Regions from separate parts of the Macaca fascicularis genome. Here region 1 is linked to region 2. The links are chromatin contacts, called in public Hi-C maps. All regions are on one chromosome and are shown on one strand. The core of a region is the stretch at or near the end of the contact, and the rest is flanking DNA. Distances in the headings are between cores, read along the strand shown. Region 1 overlaps SUFU (SUFU negative regulator of hedgehog signaling). Region 2 holds the start of SUFU (SUFU negative regulator of hedgehog signaling).

Region 1 (6,762 bases), core at 670-3,169, 97 kb before region 2:
GACCATGGTGAAACCCCGTCTCTACTAAAAATAGAAAAAATTAGCCGGGCGCAGGGGCGGGCGCCTGTAGTCCCAGCTACTCGGGAGGCTGAGGCAGGAGAATGGCGTGAACCCGGGAGGCGGAGCTTGCAGTGAGCCGAGATTGCGCCACTGCACTCCAGCCTGGGCGACAGAGCGAGACTCCGTCTCAAAAAAAAAAAAAAAAAGAAGCTCTAGGTTGGAAGAGTGCCATTCTTGTAGAATCCAGGGGCAGCCTCTAGAGTTCAGAAAAGCGCTCTCCACCATCGTTTTCCTTCCTGTGTCACAGGCCCGAGGTTTACCCTTAACGTGGCTCTGCACAGTGACTGATTACTGGGGATTCTGCCCACTGAAATGGATGTGAGTGAAGGCTGCAAGTGCCCTGCCATGAATGGGCAGGTGCCTCTCACACACCTTTCTGGGTTCTGGGTGGTCAACTAGCATCTGGTCTTGCCACCCCTTCCCCTTGCATTCAAGTCAGTGAGACGAGATCATCCCTCCACCTTGGTCTATCCCAGGAAACTCTGCCTCTCCATGGAGGGGCAAGGGCCAGGAAGTGAAAGAGTTCCCCTGGTGGGATTATTTCTTTGTAAGGTGCTTTGCTGGTCTTTGGGCTGAAGCTTACTAGTCTGGTTCCCTGTACTGAGATTTGGATCCAAATTTATCTCTGCAAACTGTAAACAGATACAAAAAAGCAAATTAAAGTTAGTTGCTCAAAGAGTGGTCTTAGAGTGGAAAGGAGATGATTACTAACTTTTCTAACGATCTGATTTGTTACAGTAGGATGGATTAATTTATAATTTTTAAAAATAGCCAATAATGACTGAAATTTTAGACAAGACTATGACTCCCTCTTTAAATCAACCTCATTTGGTTGTCAAAAGCAACCAAATGATTCCAATAACTGTATACCCTGTCTTTGAGCCTCCAACAGACTTGGCATGCCATTAAAACAAACAGGAAGGAAAGAAAGGGCTCGGCTGGGTGAGGTGGCTCACATCTGTAATCCCAGCACTTTGGGAGGCTGAGGCGGGTGGATTGTTTTGAGCTCAGGAGTTTAAGACCAGCATGGGCAACATGGCGAAGCCCTGACTACAAAAAATACAAAAGTTAGCTGTGCGTTGGTGGCTCATGCCTGTAGTCCCAGCTACTTGGGATGCTGAGGCTGGAGAATCACTTCAGCCTGGGAAGTGAAGGTTGCAGTGAGCCAAGATCAAGCCACTGTACTCCAGCCTGGGCAACAGAGACCCCTGTTTCAAAGAAAAAAAAAAAGGGCTCAAATATTTGCACTAGGGGTTTAAGTTTGTCCTTTACAGAATGAACAAAAACCTTTTATAAGTGTTATCATATATGTAAGGATTTTATTCAGGGCTGTAGACATCTTATTCTTCAAAAAAAGAAAAGATGGAAGAATGAAGAAAGGAAGTAGACAAAGAAGCTGTCAACACATGTATATGTAAGTGGCTGCTTTTCCTTTGCAGTTAGTTGGGGACGCCCTCTACTAAAAACCACAACTGTTTCTGTAGCCAAGATCAGCATAGGGAGATTCCAAAAGGACAGCCACATCCTCCTTCCCAAATACCCCATCCGGAATGCAGTGGGTCCAGAGGCCCTGCCCACAGCCCTAACCCTGTATCTGTATGACAGGAGGTGGGCAATTTGCAAGCCGGCCTCACACTCAGGCCTCTCTTGTTGAAGGCCTGGGAGGGCCCAAGGCCAGAGTGATCCTTGGATCTGGCATGGCCTTCAGGCCAGAGCTGGGCCCTGTGTCAATTCCGTGGGTGGCCGACACTTTTCTCTTGCACTTGGGTGGACTATGGACTTTTCCTGTAACTGTTCTAAGGCTTCCACTCACCTCCATGACCTCAGATTGCAAGGGACAAATCTAAAACACAATGGTGCCTGCTGGTGATGCATTTGAAATACACACAGGAAACACAACTAGAAATGGGCCAATAAAGCTCCCTTAATTCCACCCTGCTGGAAGACTTCACTTGCTGTTTAAATCATGCCAGGAAATAAACTATTGAATGGGTTGTTTTTGTTAGAGACCCATCCTAGAGAGCCTGGAAACCAGGCCCTGGGGAAAAGGAAGGAGGAAGGCTGGGGGAAGGCTGGGTGTTGGCTCCCACCTTTGCCAGAGAGTCGCCGGGGCTGTGTGCCGATGCAGATGCTCCGGCTGTCCTCGTCATCCTCAGGAGGCCGGCTCAGGTCGTCCCAGGCACACTTGGCACTGACACCACTCAGGTTGGAGCCATCTGTCTCGATGCCTTTGTCAACTCTCTCCTGCTTGAAAAGAACCAAAGAGCCAGAGTTCTTTCAGAGAACTGGTGGCCCAAGGTGACCACTCTTCCAGCCACCACTCTTACAGTATTTACTGAGCCCTTGTGGTACTGAGCATGGGACAAATGCTGGAAGAGCAGGATCTCTGACCTTGTTCTGCCCTGGTTACCAATGCATGATGGTCTCTACCAGCTCTTGGACTCCTCCAGGGGAACCAGGGATTAGGGGAAGCCGGGAGGAATGCAGATCCCAAGGGAAGCATCTCTTCTACCATCAGCCTTCCAGTACAATGGCCTCTACCTGTGTCAGAGCCCCAAACCTGTCTCTGCCAGGCTGGCTGGTGGAGCTGATGTGGCCATGAGAGAGCCTACTTCTCTGAGGAGAGGTGTGATCCTTCCTCTCCTCCCGATCTTCAGGCAGAACCTCTCAGTGACTGCTATAGAAGACAGGGTGGAAGCCTGCCACAGGCGACAGGCAGCACCTGCAGTTTCCCCTTCTAACAGCTAGAGGGTGTGGTCACACAGGGAAGAGCCACAGGAGAGCAGAAGGCTGGACTTCCCCTAGATGCTTGGGTTCCCTTGTTTGGCAAAGGACTCTGGATGGAGATTCCCTCCCATTTCTTAGACTGAGATGGGGGCCTGGAGTGCAGTGACTATCTGCAGACACCCTTCTCTCCCCATCGAGACCCTACCTTTCTACAGGCCTTGGTATTGCTGGGTCCAAACACTCTCCAAATGGCCTCAAGGAAGAGTTGTACTCAAAACATCCCTGGATTTTCTGGTAAAACACCCTTCATTGATGCTGGACCTTGAACTAAAAGTCATCTATGCCCATGTGGGCCAAATCAAACTTGTGACTGAGCACCTCAACAAGAATCTGTGCTTCCTGGCTCCACGGGTGCCACACTGGCCTGCCGATCAGCCCGGGAGCCCCATCTGGGAGAAGTACAGGTACTGTCCTTATTTCCCGGGACCAGTTAGCAAGTGGCTGTGCCCCAGATGCCTCCTTCCCACCAGTCATCTCCTCCTTTCAAGTGCTAATGGTGGCCTGGGCAAAGCTGTGGGTTCCGAGCAGGAAGAGGCTAAGCAGGGAAGCGCTCTGTGTACTCCAGGCGGGGAGTGCGTATACTCTGGTGTGCTCAGGGGATAGTCTGAGCTTCTTCCTCTCCACTGGCTGCCCTGGGGTCCCTCACTTAGTTAAAGAGTTGCAGACAGACAATTCTTGGCTTAACTTCTCTGGGCCATTTACTTTATAAGTAAAAAGAAAACGTTAAGACGCAGAGAGGTGAGGGACTTGTTTGGGCACACAGCTGGTTAGCCTAGAGCTTGGATCACAGGAATATACGCCAGCTCTAAATGGACTGATAGCAAGCAGGCTCCTGAAAGGCACAGTGAATACAGAGGAGTTCACACTTGGTACACAGAGCCACCAGGAAGGAAAGCTGTCCTTTCTCCCTGTGGGACCCTGGGTCCTGTGGGCTGCTCTCAGGGGAGCCTGCAGACTAGGAAGGAGAATAGCTCTTGGCATGGAAGGACAGCTGTTTACCCTTCTAGTGCAAAGGACCAGGTTCTTTCTTAGTACTTGGCACTTAAGATAGGGTCCAAACAATGGCCCACAGTGCCCCATGCTGGATCCCAGTGTGGCTACAGAACAAGGGCTTAGGGAAGCATAGCCTTCCTGGTTCCTGGTTCTCGCATATGCAGAAGATACAAGGAAACCAAGTTTAAAGTAGAGAGAACAGAGGATCGTGGCAGCAGTTTGAAATGTTCAGTGTTAAAGGCACTAGGAAAACAGAGGAGCATCATCTGTGAATGAATAGGATTTATGCCCAAGAACTCACAAATCTACAGTGAAGAACTCAGGGGCTGCTGGCTACATGTCCAGCTGCCACCTCTCTCTTTCTCTAACACATGGAACTCGCGGCAACTGCCTGTGGCTTACCAGATTTTTTACAGAAGCATGACAGGCTTAGAGATGGCAATGACCTGAATTTGGTCAGGGGAGTAGAAGGAGCCAGACACGTGGCAGGTAACATTATTAGCTGTCTGTGGCTTCTGCTTCAGGAGAAGCCCATAAGAAAGGCAGTTATAGGCCGGGCGTGGTGGCTCACACCTGTAATCCTAGCACTTTGGGAGGCCGAGGCAGGCAGATCATCTGAGGCCAGGAGTTCGAAACCAGCCTGACCAACATGGTGAAACGCTGTCTCCATTAAAAATACAAAAATTAGCTGGGCGTGGTGGCGGGCGCCTGTAATCTCAGCTACTCGGGAGGCTGAGGCAGGAGAATTGCTTGAACCCAGGAGGCAGAGGTTGCAGTAAGCTGAGATTGCGCCATTGCACTCCAGGCTGGGTGACATGAGTGAAACTCCGCCCCCACCAAAAAAAAAAAAAAAAAAGGCAGTTACGTTCTTGTGGCTTTCTAGATTTACCTGCATGCCAAAGGAATGCTTCTAAAACAGCAAAGATGACACTGAAACACTGTCCAGGTGGGCCACAGGGAGTGGGCAGCTGCCAGCCTGTATGTCTAAGGTGCCAACCTTTCCAGGCTAGGAGCTCTGCGTCTGACTGTCCAAGATAGAAAATGTGGCGAAAACGGGGATGGGACCATTAGACCAATCAGCACTCACTCCTGAAGCTGGGCCATGGAGTCATTATCACCTACACCACTGTCTGGTACAGGGCTGTGGTGGCCATGGTGGCTCCCTAAAAGAAAGTCTGGGAGGCAAGAGAATGAATACTGGGCAAACAAGCAATATCCACTACACTTATCTTTTATTGCTGGCGATCTAATTTTTTAAGCCAATATGTAATTTACATACAATAAAAATATCCTTTTAAAATGCCAAAATACGTATGTCTGAGGACTAGCTTTCCTGGGCTGAAATCTCTGTTCCCTATGTGCTCCGCAGAATTCAGGGGACAAGTTCCAAATGATGCCAAATTTCTACTCACTCACACATAAAGCTCCTCCATTTTCCCAGGATGAAAGCCAGTGTTATTTGGAAGAGGCCTAGGCACAGGTTACTAGAAAGGTTTTCCTCACTCAAGACATACTTGCAGGTGTGGATCAATCTCAAATATGGTCTCTCCTCTCCGCATGTCAGTTATCAGCCAGGGGCCGCCAGCACTGTGGACAAGGAAAGGGGATGGTAACTGAGGATCTGGGGCTGATGGGCTGGGCCTACAGCCTGCCCTGTTTGCTGCCCCAGGCCTAGGACACAGGGGAATAGTTTGTGGTAAGGGACTGTCAGGGAGTGAGTTGTCAGGAAGCCCTGATGTGAAAAACCAGGGCCTGAAATAACAATGCAAGAGGGAGCCCCACATGGAGGGTGGTGGAGGGACTCCCATCCCCAGGCCCAGGGAGCCAGGCTCCCACCTTGCATGGGTACTCACATAGGTACTGTCCGCAGCAGCTCCAGGATGCCCTGCCCGTTCCACTGCTGGGCTGAGTGTAGCTCTTCAGTGCAGACGCCAACAATCTGAGGCCCAGGATAGAAAGCCACTGTGTGTTAATGGCAGCTCCCCACCCCAAGAAGGTCAGTTACTCAGGCTCTCTGAGTCACCTCCAGTTGGGAGACCACAGGCAGGATCTGTGCTTAGGAGCTGGTACAGCCAAGATGGGATGGTTCCCTTAGGAGTGAGTGGCTGCCTGGCTGGTAAATGGCTGGGTCCACTGGTGGGCCCTGAGGCCTGACCCTTGCCCTTGCTGTGTCTGGATGACACCAAGTCTAGCTCTTGGCTGCAAAGGAGAAAACCAAGGCCTGAGCAACTCAAGATGTGTCCTCAGGCTATGTCTCTGGAAGTTGGGGAGGTTCAGGGAGCCATTCCTACCCAGTCTGGTATCATGGGGAATGTAAACAAGAGACTTTGAGACCTATCAGGCTTGGAACCACCACCAATAGGTCCTAGCAGCTTGCAGAGAAACTCCTCCCTTCCTTATTAGGGGATAGGCTTTTGTGTAAATATCAAAGGAATCAGTGGAACCTTCACATAGACTTCATCGTGACCAAAAACAAACACTGGTCAAAGCTGGGCAGGTTACCACAGCTTCTGGGAAACAGCAAGGATGACCCAGAGCTGGCTTCCTGCTAGAAAGTCCTGTTCACTGTTCACAGAATACCTGCCACCCCCACTCCTCCCTCTCAGCTACAGCCATTCTCTCCCACCCAAATGGCCCCTTCCCCTTCCCCCTTCTCCCATCTCAGCAGGTTAAATCAGACCATCTGAATCTACCTGACAAACCATCAGAGGAAACAGAAATCAGGAGGAGGCCAAAGGAAACCTCCCACTCCCTTCACTCCCCTTCCTCAAGCCTCCCTATCCTCCCAGGACTCTTCCTACAGGAAGGCTTGAACCAGCATTCAACCTGTGCCTCACCTGGAGGAAGGTAACTACCCCAAAGGGTGTCTGCACGGGCTGCATCTGTGGGTCCTCTGTCAGCAGCATGTGCTGAATTCTTGAC
Region 2 (7,242 bases), core at 3,063-5,562:
TCACACGTGTAATCCTGCACTTTGGGAGGCCGAAGTGGGTGGATCACTTGAGGTCAGGAGTTTGAGACCAGTTTGAGACCAGCCTGGCCAATATGGTGAAACCCCATCTCTACTAAAGATACAAAAAATTAGCCGGGCGTGGTGGCAGGTGCCTGTAATCCCAGCTATTTGGGAGGCTGAGGCAGGAGAATCGCTTGAACACCAGAGGCAGAGGTTTCAGGGAGCCGAGATCACGCCACTGCACTCCAGCCTGGGCGACAGAGAGAGACTGCGTCAAAAAAAAAAAAAAAAAATTCCTGTTATCCTTTAGAATGGATAAGAAATTTTGGTAGCTAGAGAAATAGACCAAATAGAAACCAGTGGAAGGAAGTCTGCATTTAGCCCACAAACACGGCACTTGAGCTGCCACAAACATCTGACCACTCCATAGACTGCAAAAGCTTCACCTGCCCCTGGGACATCAATGGAGTACACTTTTCAACCAGGATAGCATGCTGGCGGAAAGCTAACAACCAAATAAAAGACACGTTACAAGTGATCCCAGTCAATGTTGCCAACACCAGGCAATTTAAACACTATTTAAAACCAGTAGGTCTTGTTTCATCCTCTTTTACCAGGATATTATTTGCCTTTGTAGAAATCCCTATTCTCTGCTAGGAAATGCTAAGTTATTTATAGAACTTCTAAGAAAGTTGCTACAAATAGCTTAGCATCTCAACTGAGGAAGATGGACAATTCTCCATGTCTGCCTTAACTCTGATTTCAACAAATCATTTGACTACTACGACCGGTTGGATTTAGAAAAGTTTGTGGGGCAAAGGAAGAAAGAAAAGAGTAGAGATCCCTGGAAAGACCCCATTAGAGCTACAGAACTCCAGAGCAGATGGGAGCCACTACAGGCCCCAAACCTGCTCCAGCTTCCTGCTGTAAATTTCTAAACCTGCCCTGCTACAGCCTAGGTCCATCCTGCACCGAGCTGCAAAACTGCGTTCACCATTCTCTGCTCCATCTGCAGCATCCCTGAAGCCCTCTTTCTCACCAGGTCTCCCACAAGGTGTCACATCAAGGAGAGAAGCTTAACCTTAAAACTACAACTGCAAGGAACTACCAAGAGTCAGACAAAATTAACCCTGTCCCCAAGCAGAGTATTCTGTTCTACTACCCAGAGGCCAGATGAGTATGTGGGAAAAAATCATATTTTACACTTAGCAAATGATGTTATCCAAGGTCCCAGGGCATCCCTCAACTTAATTCCTTCAACACCCAACTTCTCTCGGCAGGGCAGTTGCAGGACTGAAGTGGGCCATGAGTACAGGTTCTGACTCTCTGCTTTGATCCTTGCTCACCAAAGTCTCAGCTTTCAGTTAGAAAGCTTTCAGTTAGTAGTCCCCACTACTCAGGGATCACTAGCCACAGAGCCACCCTGCTATTGCAAAATGAATCCCAAGCTACCCTGGGCCACAGACAGACCCAGACAGTCTGGGTCAGTCATCCTGCTAGAAACCTCGTGGGATCCCAAATGTGAGGAATATAAATGAATTTCAGGATCTTATTTTTGCAAACCCCTCCGCATCTTAGAAAGTACCAGTCATTGACGGCTGGGCGCACTGACTCATGCCTGTAATCCCAGCACTTTGGGAGGCCGAGGTGGGTGGATCACTCAAGGTCAGGAGTTTGAGACCAGCCTGGCCAATATGGTGAAACCCTGCCTGTACTAAAAATACAAAAATTAGCTGGGCATGGTGGTGTGCGCCTGTAATACCAGCTACTTGGGAGGCTGAGGCATGAGAATCGCTTGAAACCAGGAGACAGAGGTTGCAGTGAGCCAAGATCATGCTACTGCATTCCAGCCTGGGTGACAGAACAAAACTCTGTCTCAAACAAAAAAGAGAAAGTACCAGTCACTGTGCTGTTTCTCTTTATATTTTTCTGCATCTAGGCAAGGCTTTCACAAAGTGCTGTACAATCCCTTTTCTTCATTATCACATGTTGGCCCATCTCTGAAGATACGGCTGTTAACAAGCTTGCAGCAGGAAGGGAAAAAAAAATTGCCCTTAGTCCTTTGCAAACACTATCATACCTTTAACATGCAATTCTATCCTTTATGGCTACTTGTGTGACATAAAAATAGTTGCCTGAATCTATGTAGGGATTTCTCCTCACACTCAAATGAGGCCTGAACAAACAGCATGGCAGAGCCAGGCCCACTTCCTTTTTTGTTTTTCAAATAACAGAGACAAGGTCTGGCTATGTTGCCTAAACTGCTCTCGAACTCCTGGCCTCAAAGGATCCTCAAGGCCTCCCAAAGTGGTGGGAATATAGGCATGAGCCACCGTGCCCAGCCCAGGCCTACCTTTCTCATGACACATGACAACAAGTTCATCACAACAAATAGTTAAATATAAAGGCACAATGAGAATGGGTCATTAAGCTAGCAAGAGCTGCTTTCCACTCAGAAGCACTCTTCAACAACTCCTCTCAACCAGAGAACTGTTTGCCAGCCAGAGAGGACTGTGACACCAGTTCTACCTCCTCCTGGCTACTCCAACAGAGGAGGCTGTTCCCTACAACCCTTCCTAGACAGCAGGTGGCTGGTCCCCAGGCCCTCCACGCTGTTGGCCTCTTGGCATCCTCCCGTTGACACAGGCAGCTGGCCTCAGCCCTGCACAGCCTACTGAAATCCATGTCCAGGGGAAGTAACAGGTTTTCACCAAGAGGGAGACTCAGTTCTAAAAGGAGAGGTAACCAGCAAAGATGTCCACTTGCCCCTTCAGGTCTACCCTTTGGCTACACCCCAAGCAGCTGCCGAACATCTTTCAGGACTCACTGAAGATCATCTAACACAATGCCTGCATGAATGTAGTCCTGGACAGTTTCAACCAGTATCTGTTTTTGGTCCAGCAAGACCATGAGGACAGGTTCTTTTCCAGAGTCCCCAGAACATCTGTTTTGCCCAAATGCTGCAGGAAGAAACAGGTTGCAAACAGGAACGGGAAATTAGAAAAGACCATTCCTACCCTAAAGCTACTTGAGGGTTACTCTCAGCTCCCCGGAGAAACTGCAGGCCATGGTCAAGAAGCTCCTCTTTATGTCCCACTTCACAATTCCTCCCTGCTGGAGTCCCAGGGTCTCCATCATTTATTTCCAAATGGAGGTGGGAAGCTGTGGTCCCTTTCAATCCTAAACCAAACCATGGTTCTCTCTACCTAATGTCCTAAAGCAAAGCCGCTGCAGAGCTAGGAGGAAGCTCTGCACGGAGAAAGAGAACAGTGCAGAGTAAGCAAGAAGTTTATCAGGAAGAGCTGCTCCGTCAAACTTCAAAAGCAAAAGCTTTACCCTGATACGACGTCTGAGTTCATCGGGAAGGTATCAAAAGGAGACCTCCTCCTCATCTCTCCACAAGCACCAGGCCCTCATCTTTGGCCCTCCTACCTCCAACAGGAGAGCCCCGGGCCCCCCGAACCGCCCCCCGCCCGCCATCCTATGCAGTCTCTTGCCCTCTGAGCTTCTCCGGCCTCGCTCCTCCAAAACCCTCTCAAATGCTCCCCAGGCTCCGCCTCGCCTCTCCCATCCCACTTCTGCCGCCCCCGCTTGGCTTCCCCTCGCCCACTAATGACCCCCTACAGGCGCCCCCTCTTTTCACCACGTTTACAGTTCCCTCGCTCATGCCGTTCCCCTCTCTGCTCCTACACACACCCCTAGTCCTCACTCTATTCTCCTAAACCCGGTTAACCCTTCACTACCCACAGGCTCCGTTAACCCCTTTGTCCCCATTCCCAACTTGAGCCTTAACTCCTTCCCTCGCAGCAGGAAGCCCTCCTTCCAAGTGCTTTAACCGTTCTCTACCCCTCCTCCCAGCCTCCCACAAATTACTTCGCCCTCGGCGCTTTAACCCTTCCCAGCCCGCGCCTGTCCGTCTCCCCGCGGCCCAGAGCATACCAGTACTTGACGATAGCGGTAACCTGGAGCGGGTTCGGCTGGTCAGGGTAAAGGCGGCGGCACTCTCCGTAGATGGCGTGCAGTCCCGGGGGAAAGAGCGAAGCGAAGGCTGGAGGGGCAGTCGGGCCAGGGGCCGGGGGTGCGGTGGGGCCGGGGGCGCCGCTAGGCCGCAGCTCCGCCATCGGGGCGCGTAGGGCAGGCCCTGGGAGAACTGGAGAGGGCAAACGAGGGGGAGAGCACTGACGGGCCAGCGGGCGGACTCGGTGGGTGAGACTCCCCGAGGCGATGGGGGCTGCAGCGAGGTCCAGCTCCGCGCCTGCGCACGGCGCACTGTCCGCCCAGGCTGTCGCCGCCGCGGAGTCTGCCAGAGGGTGCCTCGGGGCGGCGGGGCGCTCAGGAAGGCGGGGCGCCGGCGCGCCCTATCCAAGCACCCATTGGCTAGTGTCTGTGCTAGTCACAGGCAGAGACGGCGTGACTTGACAATAGGCCCCTCCCCCCCCCGTGTTGGGAGTGTCCCAAGGCTCTTGGTCTCCCCCTAGTGTTAGGAGGAACCCAAGTTTAGAGATGCTGAGCACCCTCTGAGGTGCTAGGGTCCCACGAAAGCACCAAGAAGTGCGCCAACAAAGGATTTGTTACTGTTTTGCTGACGCGCTGCTAACTAGGATTTAAACATAAATCTGACAATGGATTGATTCATTAATCCATGGGGCGTTAATATTAATAGATTATAATAAATCTAATATTTTCTAGGGCTATTGACAAAAAGGTTCCTGCAATTTGAAGGGGGCTGGGGAAGAACATAATCCAAAGAAAAAAATGCACTGGGCTCATTTGAAAGCAGTGACACATAACCTCTCTTCACCTCCACTTTCTCAACCGTCAATGCCAATTCTAGCTCCTCATGAAAATTAAAGAGATACTACAGCAGTTCCTGAAACCCTTAGATGATGTTTTAATGACCAAAAGATTACCTATAACAGTAGTTCCAATTGCCAATCCTCGGATCAATGTTAGCCTGTTATAAAGTTTACACCTATGCAGAAAAAAAGAAAACCCAAAAAGCAACAACAATGTACAGGTTTTTTCCTTAAAGCTAATTTTATGCAATTTAAATTGTTTTCCTATGTTGTAGGAATATGTCCTGTCGCGTACGTGTGTTAACATTTCCTTTTCGTTAGAGTGTGAGGTGCTAGGAGATGTTTATTAGTCTTATAGACCCAAATAAAAGCATGAGAACCTTATATTGTCTAAGGGAACGTTGTGGGGAGTGGCAGGACTGATCTGCAAAATCCAAACATCCATGAATTACGACCAATCCAAACCGAACTACAGACAAGTACTCAAGAAGACTATACACCTCAGTATGCACTGCGAACTCCTTCAAAGGGACTACAGATCCAGGCATGCAACATGACCATCAACCTGTGTCTCTGGCTGTTTAATCTAGGGAGACCACAAATCCCAGGGTACTGTGCATCGGAAATACGACTCCCAGTCTTAAATTAGGCGGGCAACAAAGCAACCTAGAGCGCTAACCCAGGCGCAAAGCATGCTGGGGATTGTAGTTTTTCAGAGGTGAGGTAGGGCAGCTCCCTCGCCTCCCTGAGCCGGCGGCTAGACTGCGCATGCGTGTCAGTGGCGCTAGCGGCGGACCCGGCTAGGCAGTTCCTTCCCCAGAAGGAGAGATTCCTCTGCCATGGAGTCCTACGATGTGATCGCCAACCAGCCTGTCGTGATCGACAACGTGAGTTGCGTCTTTCCCATTTGTAAGGGGACTTGGGCTCTCCTCCTAGAAAGGATCGCTTCCCGGGGTTCAGCCTGAGCCGCCGGCTCTTTGTCACTGGCCCGGCCTGTCAGGCGCGTTCAGCCACCGCCGCCTCCTTCCTCCCCTTATCATATAGGCCGAAGGCAAGGCGGCCAGCCAGCAAAAGTGGGATGGAGAACTCTGGAGTGGATAGAGGAAAGAGATAGTCCAAGCCGGTCCTTGGGCCCTTGGCTCTAGGGGCCTTAACCGCTGTGTGAGAGCCTGTTGCCCGCCCTCTCACCCTTTTCCGATCGCCCTATTGGCTGCTCTGGCTGTCCATCTTGGCCAGTGATCCCGCCTCTGGGCCTTGCCGGATGAGGCTAGGCCTCTGCGGTGATTGGCTCGCGCCCCTGCCGTTCTTCCTGGCCGCCATATTGTTTCCCCTCTTGAAGGGGCGGGGCAGTGCTCCAGGGCTGTGGGGATTGGCTTCCGGAACTCTGGGTGGTGGGGCCTAAAGGCGAGGGCCCGCCCGCGGGTGGAGAAAGGCTAAGTTTTCCTTCGGTCTCAGCAGGCGGGGAGGCTTGGTAGTGTGGATCTGGGTGGGGCCCGAGAATCTGGTGCCAGAAACTACTGTAGGATGTCAGCTATTACTATGATTATAAATTACAAAGTTGATAAAGGTCGAGAAGAAAGGAGAGTGACAAAGCAAGCAGAGAGGTTGTCTTCCTCTTCGGAACGCCTAGTTCTTAGGGGAAAAAAATTACCAAACTTAATATTTGCCTGGCGCTGTAGCGCTTTCAGGGCGTTTTCACATACATTCGAGTTGGATCCTCACAAAAACTGGACGCATAGTTTAAAAGGAACTTTGATCCTCGTGTTACCGATGAGAAAACTGAAGCGCAAAGACGTAACGTGAGACCAAGGTCACATAGCAGAGGTGCCCTAAATCCAGTACTTTATCCGTCATCCCTTTTGCCAGCATCACCATGCAGAAGCATCAATAGTGACCAATAGAAAGAATCTAAATACTGCTCTTATTTTGGGGGGAAAGGAGAAAATTGTAAAACGACTGCATTTCTGCCTTCGATTCAAAGCTTTGATCCCACAGATTGATACCTTTCTGTGCCCCTGTAGGTCCCTCCATTGCAGTAAAACTATCCGTTCCCTCTGTCGTAAGCTGACTGTCAGATTCTCTTTGTTGATTCAGCTCTTGGGACCTTAGGCATATTACAGTGTTCTCGTTTAAGCTTCAGCTCTGTTAGGTAGATAGGAATTACTATCCCCAGTGTATGCAAGGATGTTAAATAACAGATTTCAAACCATCCAGCTTAGGAATTGAGCCAGTCATCAGACAGATCCAGTTCCAAGTTGCTCGCTTTTTCCAAGATATTTTTGTTATTTTCGTTAAATTTTCCTTCTCTTCAGGGGTATTTTGTTTTTATTATTTTGTTATTATTCCTCCTGGAAAGGGTCAGGATTGAGCTCAATGAGACACCTTTCTTTCTTTCTTTCTTTCTTTCTTTCTTTCTTTCTTTCTTTCTTTCTTTCTTTCTTTCTCT

The links. Hi-C and Micro-C count contacts between places; a contact is called where the count stands out from the background.
Region 1: a contact with region 2 is called in a Hi-C map of liver, with 3 times the contacts expected there. The contact joins the enhancer-like site here to the promoter of SUFU in region 2. A contact is called at or near these places in 2 of 2 Hi-C or Micro-C datasets (liver and skeletal muscle).

The regions. Positions count from the first base shown.
Region 1 is chr9:111,605,443-111,612,204 of T2T-MFA8v1.1, reverse strand. SUFU (SUFU negative regulator of hedgehog signaling) reads right to left here. Exons shown (of 13, transcript XM_045362197.2): 4 at 6,678-6,762; 5 at 5,694-5,779; 6 at 5,355-5,427; 7 at 2,151-2,304. Among named protein-coding and RNA genes, the nearest start is that of TRIM8, 49 kb to the left of the region's middle. Within about 2 kb of position 1,919, at least 3 of the 6 cell types and tissues checked have an H3K27ac peak or open chromatin away from gene starts, as enhancers often do.
Region 2 is chr9:111,510,779-111,518,020 of T2T-MFA8v1.1, reverse strand. It overlaps SUFU (SUFU negative regulator of hedgehog signaling), which reads right to left and starts at 4,312. Exons shown (of 13, transcript XM_045362197.2): 1 at 3,940-4,312. The coding sequence starts at 4,121. ACTR1A (actin related protein 1A) reads left to right here and starts at 5,571. Exons shown (of 10, transcript XM_045361468.3): 1 at 5,571-5,683.